Linked DNA regions of Sus scrofa: region 1 is linked to region 2. Evidence: chromatin contacts called from public targeted proximity ligation data. All regions are on one chromosome and are shown on one strand. The core of a region is the stretch at or near the end of the contact, and the rest is flanking DNA. Distances in the headings are between cores, read along the strand shown.

What was found.
Region 1: a contact with region 2 is called in a targeted proximity ligation map of alveolar macrophages. A contact is called at or near these places in 2 of 5 promoter capture datasets (fetal skeletal muscle and liver), 15 of 47 Hi-C or Micro-C datasets (alveolar macrophages, blood, embryonic fibroblasts and 8 more) and 2 of 2 datasets of targeted methods (alveolar macrophages and skeletal muscle).

Annotation. Positions count from the first base shown.
Region 1 is chr3:52,646,660-52,651,584 of Sscrofa11.1, reverse strand. MAP4K4 (mitogen-activated protein kinase kinase kinase kinase 4) reads left to right here and starts at 2,105. Exons shown (of 29, transcript XM_021087163.1): 1 at 2,105-2,318; 2 at 2,678-2,743. The coding sequence starts at 2,262. It overlaps LOC106509759 (a long non-coding RNA gene), which reads right to left and starts at 2,940. Exons shown (of 3, transcript XR_001307587.2): 1 at 2,657-2,940; 2 at 1,284-1,422.
Region 2 is chr3:52,605,189-52,610,006 of Sscrofa11.1, reverse strand. All of the region lies in intron 2 of MAP4K4 (mitogen-activated protein kinase kinase kinase kinase 4), which reads left to right. Among named protein-coding and RNA genes, the nearest start is that of MAP4K4, 42 kb to the left of the region's middle.

The DNA of each region.
Region 1 (4,925 bases), core at 856-3,355, 42 kb before region 2:
GCTGTGAATACTAAGCAAGTCAATTGATTTCTTTGGACGCTGGTTTCCTAATGTGTAAAGTGGGAAAAGTAAGAGTATCTACCATTTGGGACTAATGTGAAGAATAATCAAATAGTATATGTAAAGGATTTAGCACATTGTTTGGACCCCATATGTGTTACCTATTATTAATAGTAAATACGACTAAATTATTATTATTATTTTTATAGCCCAACCCATGGCATATGGAAATTCCCAGGCCAGGGATTGAATCTGAGCTGCAGCTCTGACCTAAGCTACAGCTGCGGCAATGCCGCTGGATCCTTTAACCCAGTGGAGCCAAGAATCCAACCTGCACCTCCACAGTGACCGGAGCTGCTGCAGCTGGATACTTAACCCACTGTGCCACAGTGGGAACTCCTAAAATCTTATTACTAGTACTATGGTCTGAAAGGTCATATGTGCACCAGTCCAACTCTGTGTAAATTATTTATACTCATAGATAATTCCATTGCTGTTGGTAGATTAAAAAACAACATAATTTAAAAGCACTACTAAATTCATAGGGAGACTTTGGCTACTACGATTTTCCTAACCAATGGATTCTAGGACTCCCTGAAGATATTTTAGCCTGTTGAGAAATTCTCAATAGTGGAAAATCTTGGAAACCAAACTGTTGGGAGGCAGGAGAGTGCTAAACATTCTGGGTAGAAGACTAATTTGGCTGAGTCAGAGATTTGGATTTTGGGGATAGGCTAGTGAGAATCCCCGTGCCACTTCCAGGCTTAAATGCCTTTAAGGAATTTAGAAAAATTCCTTCTCTTTCAGTACTTGAGTTTCCTCTTCTCTAAAATGAGGATAACATCATCCTAGGGCTAAAGGAGAGATTAAATTGATACTACATGTAAACCAAGAACTGGTAGATAATGATGGTCGTGTTTGTGAAGCCTTTCTGGAAGGGCCTTGGGTTTTCATCCAGTGCGGCTCCAGTTCTCAAAGTGTGATCCGTTGCAGACTCCGGAGGTGGGGTCGGCGGTCAGTGTTTTTCCAAAGGTGCGCTCACGTTTGAGAACTTGTATTCACAGTCTGGCAGGTAATAGGAAGCCACGGAAAGTTTTTGTCAGTGGAGTGATGTGACACAAATGACCGTTGGGCAGACCATATATTCTTGTTTAATAGGATGAAACTGCCTAACTGCTGCCTGGCTGCCAAAGCTGCCGGAAGCAGCCAGCTTTGATGGATCCTCAGTGATCTCTAGGCACTAAACTTGGGTTAACACTTCTGGCTCCCAATACGGTGCTCACCTTTACTGAGCGAGGTACTCAACACAAGGCAATTAGAGGAGCTGTTTGAGATTCAGTTTCCAGCGAAAGTCTCCGGACCGGGCAGCCAAAACAAATGATGCTCCGTGAATCCCGAACCTAACCAGGTCCTCGGTGTAGCCTGGAAAAGGAGAGAAAGGACAAGGAAACCAGGTAGGGAAACCGGAAATGAGGGTCTTAAGCGACTAGAACCCGGGGGTGGGGGAGGGGATGGGAAGAGCGGGGGCGAGGGCGCCTGGAGGACCCTCCTCCGCGGGGATCGCGGCGGAGCCGGGCGCGGCGGGGCGGGGCTCCGGGAGGGAGGAGTCGGCCGGCCCTGCGCCCGGGGGTCCGGGTCGCTTTGCCTTTGTCGCGGGTGCTGGAAGGGCGTGCTCCCCCTCCCCCGCGCCGCCCCGAGACCCCGGCTCCCGCGCGGCCTTTGTCCGGGCCCCACCCCTGTTGAATATTCACGCCGCGCCGCGGACCCCCCCCCCCGGCCCGGCTCCAGGCGCGAGCGCGCTTCCGCCCGCTTTTCCTGCCGGAGGAGGAAAGGGGGAGCTGTTGGCTCTCCTCAGAATCTCTTTTCGGTGTCCCGTTTCTCCTCCTCCCCGCCGCCACCGCCCCCCGCCCCCCGCCTCGCGCCCGCCTCCGCCTCCGCCTCCTGGTCATCTTTGTCTGGCGGCCTCGCGCTCCGGGCTCCACTCTCGGCGGCGCCGCGGCCCCTGCTCCGGGCCGCTCGTGCAGGCGCGCGGCGGGGCGCGGGGCCGGGGCCTGAGGCGCGGGCGACGCCCGGGGGCCTGCCGGCCGCCCCGGCCATGGAGTGAGCGCCGCCGCCGCCCGCCGCCCGGCGCCCGAGCTTGCTCCCGCCTGCCGCCCCCGGCCGCGCCCGCGGGCCCGCGCCACCCGGCCGGGCCTGCGACTCCGAGAGACACACCAGAGACGAATTGATTGTGGTCGATTTGGGGGTGACGAGAAGGGAAAATGGCGAACGATTCCCCCGCGAAAAGTCTGGTGGACATAGACCTGTCCTCCCTTCGGGTGAGTGGCCGCCGCGGGGCCGGGGGACCGGGAGCGGGGCGCTGGGAGCCGGGAGCGGGGCCGCGCCCTGGCCGGCCGGGCGCTCGGGCGCCGCCGTGGGCAGATCCGCGGGCGCGGCGGCCCCTTTGTCTGCCCGAGTCGGCGTGTGCGGGGTCCGGGGCGTGACCCTCCGCCTGCGCCGCCGCCCGGACCCCGACCCCGCGCGCCCCGGGCCCCTATCGCGGCCCCCAGTTGCCGGCCACCTCGCGCCGGGCGAAGCCCACCTCCTCGGTCACCGCCCTTTCTCTCCCGCTGCCCCGCTTCTTTTATTCATTGTTGTGCTGCTTTCCAACGCTCACCCATCCTCCTCTCTTCCTTAGGATCCGGCTGGGATTTTCGAGCTGGTGGAAGTGGTGGGAAATGGCACCTATGGACAAGTCTATAAGGTCGGTGCAGGCGCCTCCTTTGTTTCCCGGGGACGGGTTGAAACTTCTGATCCGGGGACGACGGGGAGGGTGATTGGACACGCCGCCGCCCGGAGGCTCAGCCGAAGTTGGAAGAGGGGTCCGGCCTCGCCGTCCCGCTGTTTTCAGCAGAGTTTATATTCAGACTGGCCTTAAAAGACCTCATTTCTTGGCTCTCAGATAAGGAAATAAGCTCCACTCTTAGGCATGCACCTTTTTTTTTTTTTCTTTTTCTTTTTTTTTTTTCAAGGAAATGGGAAAGCATTTTTGCATCAATCTACATTTTTTTTTCCCCCCTGTCTCTCCCAAATCTGGCCTTCTGAGTTTGTGTGTTAATTAAAATTCTGGATAGGCAGGCCTCGCCTGTGATTATCCTAAACCACTGCTTTGGCCTCCTTGAGAATCGTCTTCGTGTTTCCTCGTTTGAATCCTGGCCAGGCGCTCAATGAGGAGCAGAGTTTGGTGGTGTTACCTGGGAGTACTCCATAACTACCATACATTCTACTGACGGGTACATGTTTTGGGGAGTCAGGAGGGATGTGTGTTTGGGCAATAGGAGCAGGAAGAATTACAGTGTGAGGATTATGCACTCTAAATTCCAGGAATAACCTGTTTGACAGGTGTGTAATTGAAACAGAAAAGAGGCAGAGCCTCTGAGCAAAGAGGATGCCCAGATTTCACACCCACCCCAGGTCTTTCTCTAACAGCACCCCCTCCCCCCACTTGCCCCCAACAGTAAATGAAACTAACAAATCTGAAGACTTCCTGGACACCAGATATGACTAGCCCTGCTGTTCTGGAAATGAGGGTTAGCTGTAGGTAATTGAGGGGGAAGCCTTGAGAATTTGAAACAAATGTGAAATTCTCCCCAGTCCTGATTTGTTTCTTATTACTGAACAGCTTTCTCAAAGTTATCTGCACTGGGGGTGTTTTGTAGCCTGTTAGAGTGTTGTAGCTGGGTACAAGATTGGGACAGAAAAAAAATATCTTATGAAGCAGGGCTTTGTGGTTGGCTGTGAAGAATTGTCATTGTCTCATTAAAAATGGACAGGGGGGGGAGGGAGTGTGTGTGGGGGGGTTGGAAGCTGACTGTAGACCGTTTTCTTAGGCCAAATTAAGTGTGGATCCTATTGTCTCTTTTCTGCTTTGTGAATAGGGCTTATCTGCTTCTCCAAGGCCTCTCCCCAGCCCTAGCTTCCCCTGGCCTGGGCTGTGTACTGGCCTGGGTTGTGTACTGGCCTGTGGCCTGAACTTGAGTCTGTATTCTTAGGTGATCTCTAGTGAATTAGCATGTGTTTTGTTGGTTAACAGTTGGGGCCTCAGCCAGATTTTTGAATTTGAAAGGGAGCCCTGTTAACGCAGCCCGCTGGGCTCAACTGAATTTGGAAGCCTTTGGAAAATTATGGAAAAGATTGTGTTGCAACTCCCCGAGTGGTCTGCTCACTGGCTTAAAAACATTTTCCGGAGCCCCAGTGTTTGTTTAAGCACCGGTAGTTTTTTTCTAACCCAGTTTTTCTGGCTTAATCTGAGTGTTGAGTGTTGTCTTCCAAGTGAGTTAGCCAGAACTTGTTTTGACCTGGTTACACAGTAGTTGGATTGTTTGTGTCTTCTCGGGTCAAGGTGGGTGTGAGTGCTGGTGAAGTAAATTAGAAGCTGACTGTCCTTTTTTTTTTTTTTTTTTTTTTTTTTTAATCGTTAGAATAAAGAATGAGACCTGAATGTGTCCTCATTGGTTTAAGAGTTAGGAATTCTTTTTTTTTTGGTCTTTTTGCCATTTCTTGGGCCACTCCTGCAGCATATGGAGGTTCCCAGGTTAGGGGTCAAATTGGAGCTGTAGCCACTGGCCTACGCCAGAGCCACAGCAACGCAGGATCCGAGCCGTGTCTGCAACCTACACCACAGCTCAGGGCAATGCTGGATCCTTAACCCACTGAGCAAGGGCAGGGATTGAACCCGCAACCTCGTGGTTCCTAGTCGGATTCGTTAACCACTGCGCCACGACGGGAACTCCCAAGAGTCAGGAATTCTTTATGGGGGCAGTTGGGGCAGGTTCATAGCCAAGGGCTTCCCCTCGTACTTCTCTCTTGTGGTTCCCCTTTTCCCCAAGCTTTTGAGGTACATTTGCTGAGCACGATCTTTGGGAGGTGTTGGGCATGGTGGCAGT
Region 2 (4,818 bases), core at 1,572-4,071:
AATTGAAAGCCTACTTTATTGTCTTGAACCTTTATTGTCCAATTTGTGACTTAAATTGGAGCTGCACTCAGTTAAGGTCAGGTGCTGTCTCCAGCAGAACCAGTGAGGCAGTGCTCCTAATGTCTGCCGTAAGGGTTCTTTTCAGGCTTGGTGCAGAGACAGAAAGGAGCTCAAGTGGGAAAATACATATTTGCAGATTGGAGTTAGTGTCTCAGTTTGCGCTGTCAGCATAACCAAAGCCCTGGCCCTTCGTCACTTTGAGAAGAACCTTATTTTTAGAGTAAGGGAAGGAAGCATGTCTGTTCAGAAAACCTTGTTGTTTTGTGGAAGTGGAAAATTGTCTCCTGTCCTCTCTTCCTTCCTAGACTGATAATAATAGCAGGGATTACATCAGCAGTTGAGGGTTTAGGAGCCAGACCCTGTACTGTGGGTTCTCCCTGGAAATGCCCCATTAGCTGTTGCCCCTGTGGTACAGAGGAGGAGACTGAGGACCAAGGCCTGCACTGGTTCTTGCTCTCACCTGAGGCCATAAAGATTTTAAGGGAAAAAAGGAAAGATCTGAGAATCACATCCAACTTTGTGGAGTTCCCGTCGTGGCTCAGCAGTTAATGAACCCATCTAGGATCCATGAGGTGTGGGTTCGATCCCTGGCCTTGGCTCAGTGGGTTAAAGATCTGGCATTGCTGTGAGCTGTGGTGTAGGTCACAGACTCGACTTGGATCTGGCGTGGCTGTGGCTGTGGTGTAGGCCGGCAGCTGCAGCTCTGATTTGACCTCTAAACCTGGGAACCTCCATGGGCCAAGGATGCAGCCCTAAAAAGACACACACACACAAAATCCAACTTTGAGATGCCCCAGGACTCTTGACACTCTTTGAGTGTAAACTTTGCAGTTTTGACCCTTTGATTTTATGTAGGAGGTGGGGGTGATAGTCTTCACAGACTCCAAGTTGGAAGGGATTCCTTATCAAGGGAGTTTTACTCTGTCCCATCCCCTTTAATTGCTCTTTTTAGATTTCTCATGTGGTAAATGGTGAATAATGATGTAACTCACCTAACACAAGCTCTTGGAGTTCTACATTTTTTTTGAGTGGAAGGAAGTCTGAGACTGAAAGGAGAGAACCATTGGCATCGGGGTTAAGTGTAGGCTTTGGGGTCCACACTTACTTGCCGCCCCCACCTCCTTACACCCTGGGCAACAGCTGTTGTGAAAGTGATTTTCCTGCCTGTGTCCTAAGTTGAAAGATGGCCGAGGGTAGGAGGATAGTAGCTGATGAGGCTGCAGGATTCCATGAAGCAGTGCCTGCTGGTGTGTTGCAGGGCTGGGCTCCCAGATACCCCTGCTGTGCCTGGGGTGGGGGGCACTGCAGGTGGGCGTCTCTCTTGGGGGGTTACTGGGTTCTGAGACAGGCAGGGAATGTGTGTGTGGGTATGGCTCCCAGGGGAGAGTGCTTTGTGCTGGTCCCTGGCTGGAAAGAGGGCGTGGCCTCGAGCCTGGGTGGGGCCTGGCCTCAGGGTGGCTGGGGTAGGGTGGTGAAGGGCCTTCCCACATTGGTTCACAGCTCCAGCGATTGGCTGAAGGGGCAGCCCCCCGCCCCCTGGAGTCTGCACTCTTGTCTTCAGCGTCAGCACCAGGATGTGTTTCCAGGACCCCAGCCGGCACTCGGCACTCGTGTGTCCCAGCCTCCAGGAGTCTGGGCGGATGGAGGGACACTGCCCATTCTGACTTCTCCTGCAGCCTTTGGAGTAAAGGGCTTCTCTCCTTCCCCGGGCTCTGCTCCTCTGTCTGTCCGCCTGCTCCCTCCTGAGCACCAGCCTGGTCTGAGTGGAGTGGGTGAAGATCGGCTACCCCGCCTTCCGGCCCCCCACTCCCCCTCTTATGTGCTGTTGCTCAGCACACCCCCCCATCCCCGCCAAGGTTCGGGGTGGTGGGTGAGGGGTACTGATGGTGGGAGGGGCCTGGTGACTCATGGCTGCCCCCATGGGTGTGTGGGGGGGACACGGACAGCCTCACCATGACTCCCTGACCCAGAAGCCTGAGAGAACAAGTCCATTTCTCTCCAGACTTTCTATCTAAAATGAAGTGAAATGCTTTCATCTGGCCCAATACCCACCCCCACTTTTTCAGAAGAGGTTTTATTGGAGCAGGGCTCCTGTGGGTGTGGAGGGTGAGCTCTGAATGAATCTCAGGTGCTAGGGGGACACTCATGAAGGGGAGGCAGCCATGACTTCTCAGGGCTGTGATGTCACATGCTTGTAAAAGGTGTGTAGTACTCTTCCCGAGAGGCCTTTTTAGGGTTTACATTTGGTCAGCAGTGTTCCTGACAAGGGGACAGTAACACGACAGGGTTCTTCACAGGAGAGCCCGGAACCTTGTCTTAGGAAGTGGTGTGTGATAGGGGACAGCTGGGTGGGACAGTTTAGACCCTTGGGTGGGTGTGCTGTCTGCCCTGCTGTGACAGGTGGCAGGGAGCGCTGATAAGGTGCTGCTCCCCCTCCCCTCCTCTTCCCTCCGCCCCCCCCTTCCAGGGAGAAACACCCCCTCACCCCGCCCCCCGAAAACAGACCTGGAGAATTTGTTCTTTTTATTCTTAGTGGTGGTCAGTTTTCTTTTTCTTAGCTTCCTGCCTTGTCGATGTTAGCTGAGCCTTGCATTTGAGCAGCACGGGGTTCTCACGCCCCTGCTTTCTGTGAGGCGCTAAGGAGGCCTGGCTGCCTGCGGCCTTCCCCTTGGGCCCTGGCGCTTGTCAAGGCCCAGCGTGGCCCATGGGCTATGGCCTCTCCTTAGGATACAGGACACGTGGTGATGTCTGACAGCGGCTCTTTGCTGATCTCTTGTTCCTAAGTACCATGTGGGGTGGCTTTAAAGTTCGGTGCAGTGAGCATGTGGTTTGGAATCTCTGAAACCGCTGTTATTCGAGAAAGACAGGAAATGAGTTATTCTGAGTGGTTGGTTTCCCAGAGCAGAGCAGAGGTTTATTTAGTAACTTTTATGGTAGGAAGAGTTCTAGGTTCTTCTGTCGTCTCTAATGGGCTAGAAAATTTTAATTTCACTTTATTGCTACAGTAACACTACTTTTAAAATATTGTTTCACCAGGTGAGTACCTAGTATAGCAGATTTAAAGAGTGTAAAACCAAGTTGGAACTTAATTTTTGGAAAAAGTGTTTGGTCTGTTCCTTCAGTTGATTTGCATATTTTCCAAGCATGAGATATGTAGCACTTGGAGCCTATAAAGCTATGTGGTTCCAGACTAGATGTCACAAGACTTCTTCTAACATAAGGTTTCACGTTATAGAATAGGTTGAATCAGAGGAGTAGGAAAGGATGGAAAACTGTGGCAATATATCCCCCTCCCCCCAATAATACTGCTTCCCTCCCCGCCGCCCCCCCAACAGTGCGGCTGATGTAGAACAGAGCTCTGCACAGCTTCTGGCTTCTCACACACTATGTTCAGCCTGGTGTCCTTTGTCTCCACATGAAGACTGAATAGAACCTGTATCTGACTATGAATTCTGAATTGCTGCTGTGTCCCCCAGCCACCACTGGGCCATAGTGTCTGTAGCTCTCCGATGTGTCTGAATTAGAAATCTCACACACACACACATACCCACCCTGGGGCTTTAGCACTTTGCTCTGAGGTGGATTGCAGGTATGAGCATGGGGTGGATGTGCAGACTCCTAGGCATCCACAGCCTGGGGGCAGCTGAATGCCCCTGTGTGAGGGTGGTTGGAGCTGCCAGATGGATTCTGGAGCCGTTAGCTGGGAAAGCAGAGCCTTCTGGCACAAGTACAGCCCTGCCAGCTTCTGCTTTGTTGCCTGCTTTTTTCCTTCTGAGGGGGGTCTCCTCTCTGCTCCCCAGAGCCTTGCTTGTAAACAACCCACCACCCCCACCCCTGGACGCTGGATTCCCTGCTGTTGGCTGCTTGGTGTTGGCTGCTTGGCATCTTCACTCAGACCAGATCACTTGTTCCTTGTCCTTTGATTTTTCTTTTTTTAAATAAAAGTGAATGCTGATATTTTTACTGTTGGTATGATGAATGAATTTAGTTTTCATCGTTTCAGCGCACTTGTGAGAAACTCATTTCATATTTTCTAAGTATAAGAAGTGGCTTTATTTGTGGCTTGATTCGTTGATCTGCCACAATAATGTATATTATATTCAGGAGAATTGACTGCTTCTCATGATCAAATCATAGGCAAGGAGCTGGTTTCTACCTCCCATCCTCTGGAATTTAATTTTGTGGGATAACATTTCTTATTGCAAGATGAGACCTTGCTGTACAAATGCCATTTTTAGGATCTTCTACATTTCAGACTATGGCTTTAACTATAAATGTTTATTTAAGGAAATTTAAACTTAAAACTAAATTACATTTCACTTCTGAGAACAGTGAAAAATTTTTTTAGGCCAAATATGGACCTCTTAACACCCCCTCCCGCCCCGCTCTTAACTTAGGTAGTTTAGATTTTTAGATCTATCCTATCTTGTTTTTAATTTTTTCCTTTCCCCAGTTCTTTATAGAAAGTTGAAAATTCTGGCATAGGATGTATTGTTGCTAAAACATAGGCAATATTGAAGAACCCGGGCTTTATTCAAAGGGTTATCAGCATCAGTTACCTTTGTACCTAAACATCTCACCCCTTTCTCAGATGCATTTTGGGGCTGGTGTCCGAAGGTAGAGTTTTTTCTTTTCTTTTTTTTTTTTTTTTTTTTTTGGTCTTTTTTGCCATTTCTTAGGCTGCTCCTGCGGCACACAGAGATTCCCAGGCTAGGGGTCGAATCGGAGCTGTAGCGTCGGGCCACACCAGAGCCACAG